Linked DNA regions of Zea mays: region 1 is linked to region 2. A link is a contact called in public Hi-C data. All regions are on one chromosome and are shown on one strand. The core of a region is the stretch at or near the end of the contact, and the rest is flanking DNA. Distances in the headings are between cores, read along the strand shown. Region 1 has its middle 63 kb from the start of LOC103631839. Region 2 holds the start of LOC100193894.

What was found. Hi-C and Micro-C count contacts between places; a contact is called where the count stands out from the background.
Region 1: a contact with region 2 is called in a Hi-C map of root tip, with 4 times the contacts expected there. The contact joins the enhancer-like site here to the promoter of LOC100193894 in region 2. A contact is called at or near these places in 4 of 25 Hi-C or Micro-C datasets (bundle sheath, leaf, root tip and 1 more).

The regions. Positions count from the first base shown.
Region 1 is chr1:19,669,796-19,673,648 of Zm-B73-REFERENCE-NAM-5.0, forward strand. No RefSeq gene overlaps it. Among protein-coding and RNA genes, the nearest start is that of LOC103631839, 63 kb to the right of the region's middle. Within about 2 kb of position 1,311, at least 3 of the 20 cell types and tissues checked have an H3K27ac peak or open chromatin away from gene starts, as enhancers often do. A contact at or near this core is called in root tip, where this site is marked.
Region 2 is chr1:19,539,785-19,543,840 of Zm-B73-REFERENCE-NAM-5.0, forward strand. LOC100193894 reads right to left here and starts at 2,032. Exons shown (of 10, transcript NM_001138969.1): 1 at 1,955-2,032; 2 at 1,579-1,715; 3 at 1,406-1,452. The coding sequence starts at 1,991.

The sequences.
Region 1 (3,853 bases), core at 61-2,560, 130 kb after region 2:
CTAGGAGTAGTTGTACTTGGTTCCCTGCAGTTGGTGAGTTTTTGTTGTTGCTGCTGTTAATAAGCGTCCATTTTAAATTTCAATTCTTTATGTGTGTGATTTATGCTTTTGATTCCTTAATTAAACTTTGCAGACGGGGAATACTGGTCATATGGAAACAGAGCCCTGCACAGCGGTCTGAGTCTGCATGTGCCAATATGAGCTATATATATGTTGCATTTCTTTATGTTTGGACTTAACATGTAATAGAACCTGAAGGAATGTTGTTGCAAGACTTGTATGACATGCTTAAATTTCTGGACAAAATATATCTCATACTCAGTCTATTATATACTTAAATTTTTGAACAAAAATATATGTATGGAGAATTGTATGTCATGCTTAAATTTCTGGAGAAATGGCATATTCTATGCTTAAATTTCTGGAGAGATGACATGTTGTATACTTCAATTTTATTGATTTTATTGGCTTTTGTTGGTATTTAAATTTGGGATTTAATCCACATGGAATAAACGAATAGACATAGTTGTTTGGGTTTTGGGTATAATTCATATGAAATAAACGAACAAACATCGGTTGGTTAGCTTTTGGGATTTAGTTTCACAAAGAATTGGGTGAAAGGCTTGGACTCATCCAATCTATGTAGAAAGAAAAACTAACATATGGAAAAATGCCAAAGTGCCGAGCAAGGTCTAAGCGGTTGCAAGTAAACAACCCCTTGGTGCGTAACCACCAGTCCAGCTCCAGGTCGTCGTTCGTCTCGTCGTGCATTTCTCCGCGAGGATCGGCATGTCGGTATTAGATTGCCCAGGGCCGACCGCATGAAGCCCTCGCCGAACAGGAGCTCCTACAACACCGGCAGGCACAAGGATGGTGTTAGCAGCAGGTGAAGGGAGCGGAGAAGTAGATAGGGGAATCACTGGAAGAAGAAGATAGGAACGGCGACGGCTACCGCGACCGTAGTGTTCTATTCTCTTAATTCTTTGATATCCGGTTATGTTGTCACGATTACCTTTTAAGGCTTACAAACAGGCTTGGCCCAGCACGAATTACATGACCCAATCGGGCCCAATGACACGGGTGTTTTCTCGCCTTTCATGACGGGGTCGCGCCTGGCCGTCGTCTTCTCCATGTTCCTGCGTGGTTGACATCGATGCTTGCTTGGCTTGCTTCTCTTCCCGACCTGCTGCCTCCTCTTGAAGTGCTGGTTTGACATTCCCCCTCCCTTGAGGCGCTGCTTGTCCCCAAGCCGGCGCGCACGGGAAACGCTCCTTCAATGCGGTTGTGTCCTCCCAGGTGGCCAGAGCCGGATCCAGGTCGGACCAGGTGACTTTCACTTGCGCCACCGTCAGTCCTCCACGTTGAATCATCCGGCGCTGCAGGATCTGCATGGGCACCTGCATTGAATCTGTTGTCGATTGTAGATTCTGGACGGCCACTTGCTGACGGCCGAGGGCAGCCTTAAGCTGGGACACATGGAATAGTGGGTGGATCTGGGAGGATGCTGGCAGCTGTAATTTGTATGCCACGGGGCTGACACGTTGAAGCACTATGTATGGTCCAAAAAACCTGAAGGCCAACTTCTGATTTGCTCTGGTAGTCACAGATGATTGAACATATGGCTGCAGTTTAAGATAAACTTGATCTCCCACCTAGAACTCCCTTTCTGATCTGTGCTTGTCGGCTTGCTTCTTCATTCGTGCTTGTGCTCTGTACAAATGTTGTTTCACCAGATTGGACACCATTTCCCTCTCTTGGAGCCATGTCGCCAAATCAGGAGTTGCAACTGCTAAACCGATCTGGAGTCCAAAATGCCTAGGTGTATGTCCATATAACACTTCGAAAGGTGATCTGGCTATGGCGGAATGAAAGTTAGTGTTGTACCAGAATTCTGCCACCGGAAGCCACTGAAACCATTTGTTTGGACACGCGTGCACAAAACATCGCAAATATATGTCTCGATGCATTGATTTACCCGTTCCGTCTGACCGTCAGATTAGGGGTGATACGCTGAACTCATGCACAACTGAGCCCCCGTGAGATGGAATAATTGCTGCCAAAATGTACTGGTGAATACTCGATCGCGATCGGATACAATGTTGTCGGGCATTCCATGCAACTTGTATATATGGTCCAGAAATAATTTGGCCACCTTGGTTGCTGAAAAAGGATGTGACAGAGCGAGAAAGTGACTATACTTGGAGAAACGATCCACGACCACGAGAATGCAGTCCATCAATCCAGACTTGGGAAGTCCTTCTATAAAGTCCATAGAAATAGAATGCCACACATGAGGCGGAATGGGAAGAGGTGCCAACAGTCCTAGGTAGTGAGATCTATCCGGTTTGGCCTGTTGACAGGTGCTGCAAGATTGGACGTACTGGTGAATGTCATGTTTCATGCCCTTCCAGTAAAACAGTTGTTTAATGCAACGATATGTTACCGGAAAACCCGAATGTCCACCAAGCGCTGAATCGTGCATTGCTGAAATAACCTTGGATTGCACAACACTATTGTTTCCCAGCCACACTTGGCCCTTATAACGGATGATTCCTTGTGAGAGAGAGAACGACGAAGTGGGACAGGTTGGTGTTACAGCCAGCTGAGTTAGCAGTTGCTGTGCTTGCTCATCATTCTGATATCCCTAGAGTACCTCCTGCAGCCAAGTAGGAGTGCACTGAGAAATATTACTGAGCTGTGCTGAAGCTGGTACTTTGGATAATGCGTTGGCTGCCAGATTATCTGTGCCCTTTTTATAGATAATATGGTACTACAGCCCTGCAAGTTTGGTGTATAATTTATGTTGCCATACCGTATGGAGATGTTGCTCGTTCAGCTGTGTGAGATTTTGATGATCTGTGTAAATGTGAAACTCAGCCAACTGCAAATAAACTCTCCACTGGGTAACAACCATGAATATCGCTAGATACTCTTTCTCATATGTAGATAATCCCTGGTTTTTAGCGCCAGTGCTTTGCTCAAAAATGCAAGTGGATGGCCATTCTGCATAAGGACTGCTCCAATGCCTGTTTTGCAAGCATCGGTGTAAATGCAAAATGGGAGAGAAAAATCAGGTAATGCCAGTACCGGAGCCGAGATTAAAGCTTGCTTTAATGTGTCAAAAGCATGTTGGTGTGTCGGTTTCCAAACAAATGATGTGTGCTTCTTGAGGAGATCAGTTAAGGGCCGACTGATTAAGCCGAAGTTCTTCATGAACTTTCGGTAAAATCCCGCTAAGCCCAGGAACCCACGCAGTTCTCTTGCATTAACAGGTACTGACCACTGTTGCACCACCTGCACCTTTGCCGGATCGGTGGCCACACCCTCGGCGCTGATTATATGTCCCAGGTAGGCAATGGTCGTCTACGCAAAGGCACACTTGGTCAGATTGACTTTCCACTGGTCTCGTTGCAGCAGTCGCAGAACAGTGGTAAGGTGTTGCAGGTGCTCCTCCCAAGAATGACTGTAAATCAGAATGTCGTCAAAGAAAACAAGAGCACATTTGCGCAGTACTGGGGAGAGAGTGTCATTTATGGCTTCTAAAAATGTGTTGGGTGCACCAGTGAGTCCAAATGCCATCACCAGAAATTCAAAGTGACCCATGTGTGTTTGAAATGTCGTCTTATGTTCCTCACCTGGGCAGAGTTGAATCTGATGGTACCCTGCTTTCAAGTCTAGTTTGCTGAACCACTAAGCATGTGATAATTTGTTCATTAATTGGTCAAATACTGGAACTAGATACTTGCTCTTGACTGTGATGGCGTTCAAGTAACGGTTATCCACACAGAATCTAGGTCATGTCCTTTTTCTTAACCAGCAAAACTGGCGAAGTAAATGGGTTGGAGCTCTTCTG
Region 2 (4,056 bases), core at 782-3,281:
TGCCCAATTATGCGACGAAAAATTAGGTATATGATTTTTTTCTATTGCATGCTCTATCTTATCCAGAGACTCCACCATAAGTTCAATCCGATCATCTAAAGTATCCCTTATAGATTGAATATCGTGGGATGAGACAGTGTTACTTACGGTTGAGGGCTGCTGCAGGCTGCAGCAGGGCCATCAGGGAAGCGAGCTTAACTTCCCTCTCTTGGACCTTCTGGTGGTGATCTATCCTAAAGTGCGAGAGGTACCAACTCTCCATCTTCTCGCGCTCCTTAGCTTGTTGTTGCTTGAACTCCTTGTCCCACTTCTTCATGTAGTCTTCAAATTCCATCCGCTCAGCGGTTGACAAAGTAGTCAGCTTGTGTCGCTGTCTATAGAAACGTCGTTGCGATCTTTGGGATCGATCACCATGGTCGATCTAATAGATCTAACCTAATAGATCTAATCTAATATATCTGATATGATAGATTTGATCTTTTCGTCGCTAGTGGAGCCACACAAAAAGTGTGTTGCCACCTTTTTGAACCAAGCACTAATGATCCATAGATCCCACTCACGGGGAACAAGACCTTGGGGTCCTCTCTGCGAGGCAACAAACCATCCATGATAGATCACCATACAGTCCATGGTTGGTCACAAGACAAATAACACTACCTGCAATGCAGTTTTGGACTCCACCTTTATGTTGGCACCTTCTTAGGACCAATAGCAACGAACACTAACCTTCACGTGATGTGCATGACCGTGGGTTCGGCTCTGCGAGGTGCTGGACGGTTTGCGGTAGGTCACCGGGCCTTTCACGAGTAGGCAACGAACCGTCCATGATGACGAAGAGAGCCTCCTACAGAACCTGGATCTCGCCTCGAGAGGAGCATCGTCAGGGAAAGATCCTAGTGAATCTTGGGGTCAACAGGTCATCCAAGATGTCTCTAGACGACATAGAGTCGAATCGAGGTGAAGATTGATACGTGGAAAGTACAACTAAAGTTACACTACACCTACTCATAAGACATGAATGATAAATAAGGTAAATGAATTTGTTTAATTAGATTGTGTTCAGTGCTCTCAATCGGACGTACCAGTTTATATTTATAGGGGAGGTCTGAACCTGTTTTTAGACGAGATCTAATAGATTCCTGCAGATAGGTTAGTATTACCTGCACGTGATAAATACTCTCGTCCAAGCTAATTTGATCGTGGATCATCCAAACTATTCCGCGGATCGTAACATTAATATATTAATAGAGTACATAAGAAAGTACATCTATATTTTTCTATCTATATTTTTCTGAGATTTTTTATTATATATATGCAATCTCTTTTCGACGAATGCTATTAAAATTGAGTGAACAATAGAACAAAATGTGCTGAAGGAACTGTGTAGCGACTAGCGAGCACTCACCCGAAGGCTTCGTGGCCAAATATTCTGGGGATATTGTCAGGGAGATCCTGCAAAACCACACAAACAAAGGAAGTATAGCACGCTTGCGAGGCGGTGTACGCTCCGGCGACGAGGGCCAGAAGGTGGAAGGCCGGCAATTGCAGGAACGGACGACAAAGAAGAAGAAGCCAAACCTTCATGCGCCAGAACGTGACGTCGCTGTGGCAGAGCGACGTGCAGATGATCCGTATCCTGACCTCGTGCGCCTTGGGCGTGTCAACGACGACCTCCTCGATGGCCAGCGGCTCGCCGGCGGCCCTGCACACGGCCGCTGCGCGTCGCCGGAAAGGGAAGCCGATTAGCTGGGACTAAGTCCGACGAGACGGGTAGGGATACAGCAAATTAGAGCCTTTAATTGATTTTACTTTAAAATTGAATAGAAAATGAAGCTTGATTCTAATCCGATTCGATTATTAAATTTATAGTGTCCTAACGATGGGAGAAAGACGAGGCAGCGAAATCGAAACTGGTGCGGCAGAGCAGAGCTCCATAGCTGATCCAGCTGCGCACCTTTGCATCGGATGGGTTTGGGTCCCTGGTTCTCCATCGAAGATGCAGAAGACTCACCGGTTGTGCCGAGTTGATGCGCGCACGGTGGTTGCGAGAGACCAGAGCAGGAGTGGATATGTATATATAATGCCCAGAGCTAAGGGCTTCGTCCTCTACAGTTACAAGTCTCGTCTCCCGTTCCCTTTCTTTCATCTTTTTCTTCTTCCTTGACAGCGGTGTTTTCCGTAGGAGGAGCCATTTGGGTTGATCCGCCGCTCCGCGATTAGGCGTCCTTGAAGGGAAGATGCTTTCAGCTTGCCGTCGTTGACTCCCCTGCAGCTCCTTCTAGAATTTTATTTATAGCCCGTCCTTGCCTATCTCTGTTATTGCAAAGTACAATGGACTTAAAAAATCGTACAACTCTAAGAGCACAGAAGAGACTAGCTAAATAACTTGTTAAGCTAAATTTTAGTTATTTAATCATAAAATAATTTTTAACAGATTAGTCATCTAACTAGTCAAGCTATCTGACTCTCCAAATTAATCATTTTTAGGCTACTCTAGCGATACGGGAGAGGGGCGACCACATAGGGCCTCTCAAATCAAGAGGCCTAAAAAATTTATATATAATATATATTAATATATAGAGATGAAAGCTTTTCTCATACCATTGATATTACAAGAGAAATTGCAAGTAACTTCATCAAATGAATTGACGTCAGCATAGGAGATTCTTCGGTTCATTGTAATTGCATATTATTACCTAAATGTTTGTATTGCATATCAGATTTTATTGACCATATAGCCTCAATTAGTTGTTTTAGAGACATTATGTAGTATTAAATGAGGTGTATTTTTTACCGGTTTGAGGTATTCACAATGATTATATTATTATATTTATTACTTTTAGGGCTAGTTTAGCAACTCTAATTCCTATTTTTCCGAGGAAAAATAAATTAATTTTCCATGAAAAAATAGAAATCTTTTGAAAAAATGAGATTGTCAAACTAGCTCTTATATTTTTTTTATTCAAGTATATTTTTAGTGATACGAAGATTGGCCTAGGGCCTTTCAAAACCATGAGCCGGCCCTGAGCTTACCCATTCTCATCTCTATATTCAAAATCCATTATTTGAACAATGCAGTCTACAACACAAAAACAATCTAAAATAGTGTTTTGTGTGATCATATGGGTGAACTGTTGGAGACGATCTTAGCCAAACATGGCTAATCACACGGGCTAACCAAACTAACTTGCATATCGAAGAGTGTTGGATTGATATGCTATATATAGACTTTAATCTTTATGGAGAGATAAATAGAGAGTAAAAAATAGAGAGTCCCGTGGAGATGCTCTAAGGCTCTAATGGTGTTTTGTTCTTTTAGTCATCTTCTTAAACTTTAGGAACTAAACTTTAGTCCCTAGAAATCCTATTTGCAAGACTTATTTTAATCACTCCGTTTCGTGTTTTAGAAATTAAAATAAAGTTTAGGAGGTGGGTAATAAAACCCTCACCTAAATCTCTAACTCTGCATTTAGGCATACACTCCACAGTTTGACATAATTTAATAAAAATGACGACAATTATAACACCGTATATGTATATTTTAAAGATTTAATGTCACTTATTTGACACCATAAATATTGTTATATATATAGTTAAATTTAAAAGAAATACTCTCTCTGTTTTTTATTTATCGCGTTTTAGTTTAAAAACAAACTAGTGCACGATAAATATTCGAGAACGGATAGAATACTTTTTTATTAGGGACAAGAGGTATCTATCTATTTAATCAATTAGATTTATTTGGGGATAAGAGATATCTATCTATTATTATCTTATACAGCAGTCAGTAGTGTCACAACAAACTGTAATATTGCATGAGTGAATCTATGGATATTGAGAACTCCATGTCGCAAAGATTGATACTTAACGTTCATAAAATGCACCACAGAGAACGCCATTTTACCTTGTGGACCATACAAAGGGGAGCGTTGCCTAAATTTAAGCGTGTGTTTGGTTTAGGAGTGTGTTTGGTTTAGGATAACGTGGGATGGGACGACTTTGTTATTATTTTTTGGATGAGACTTCGGTTCTAATGTTTGGTTGTGGGGATAGGTT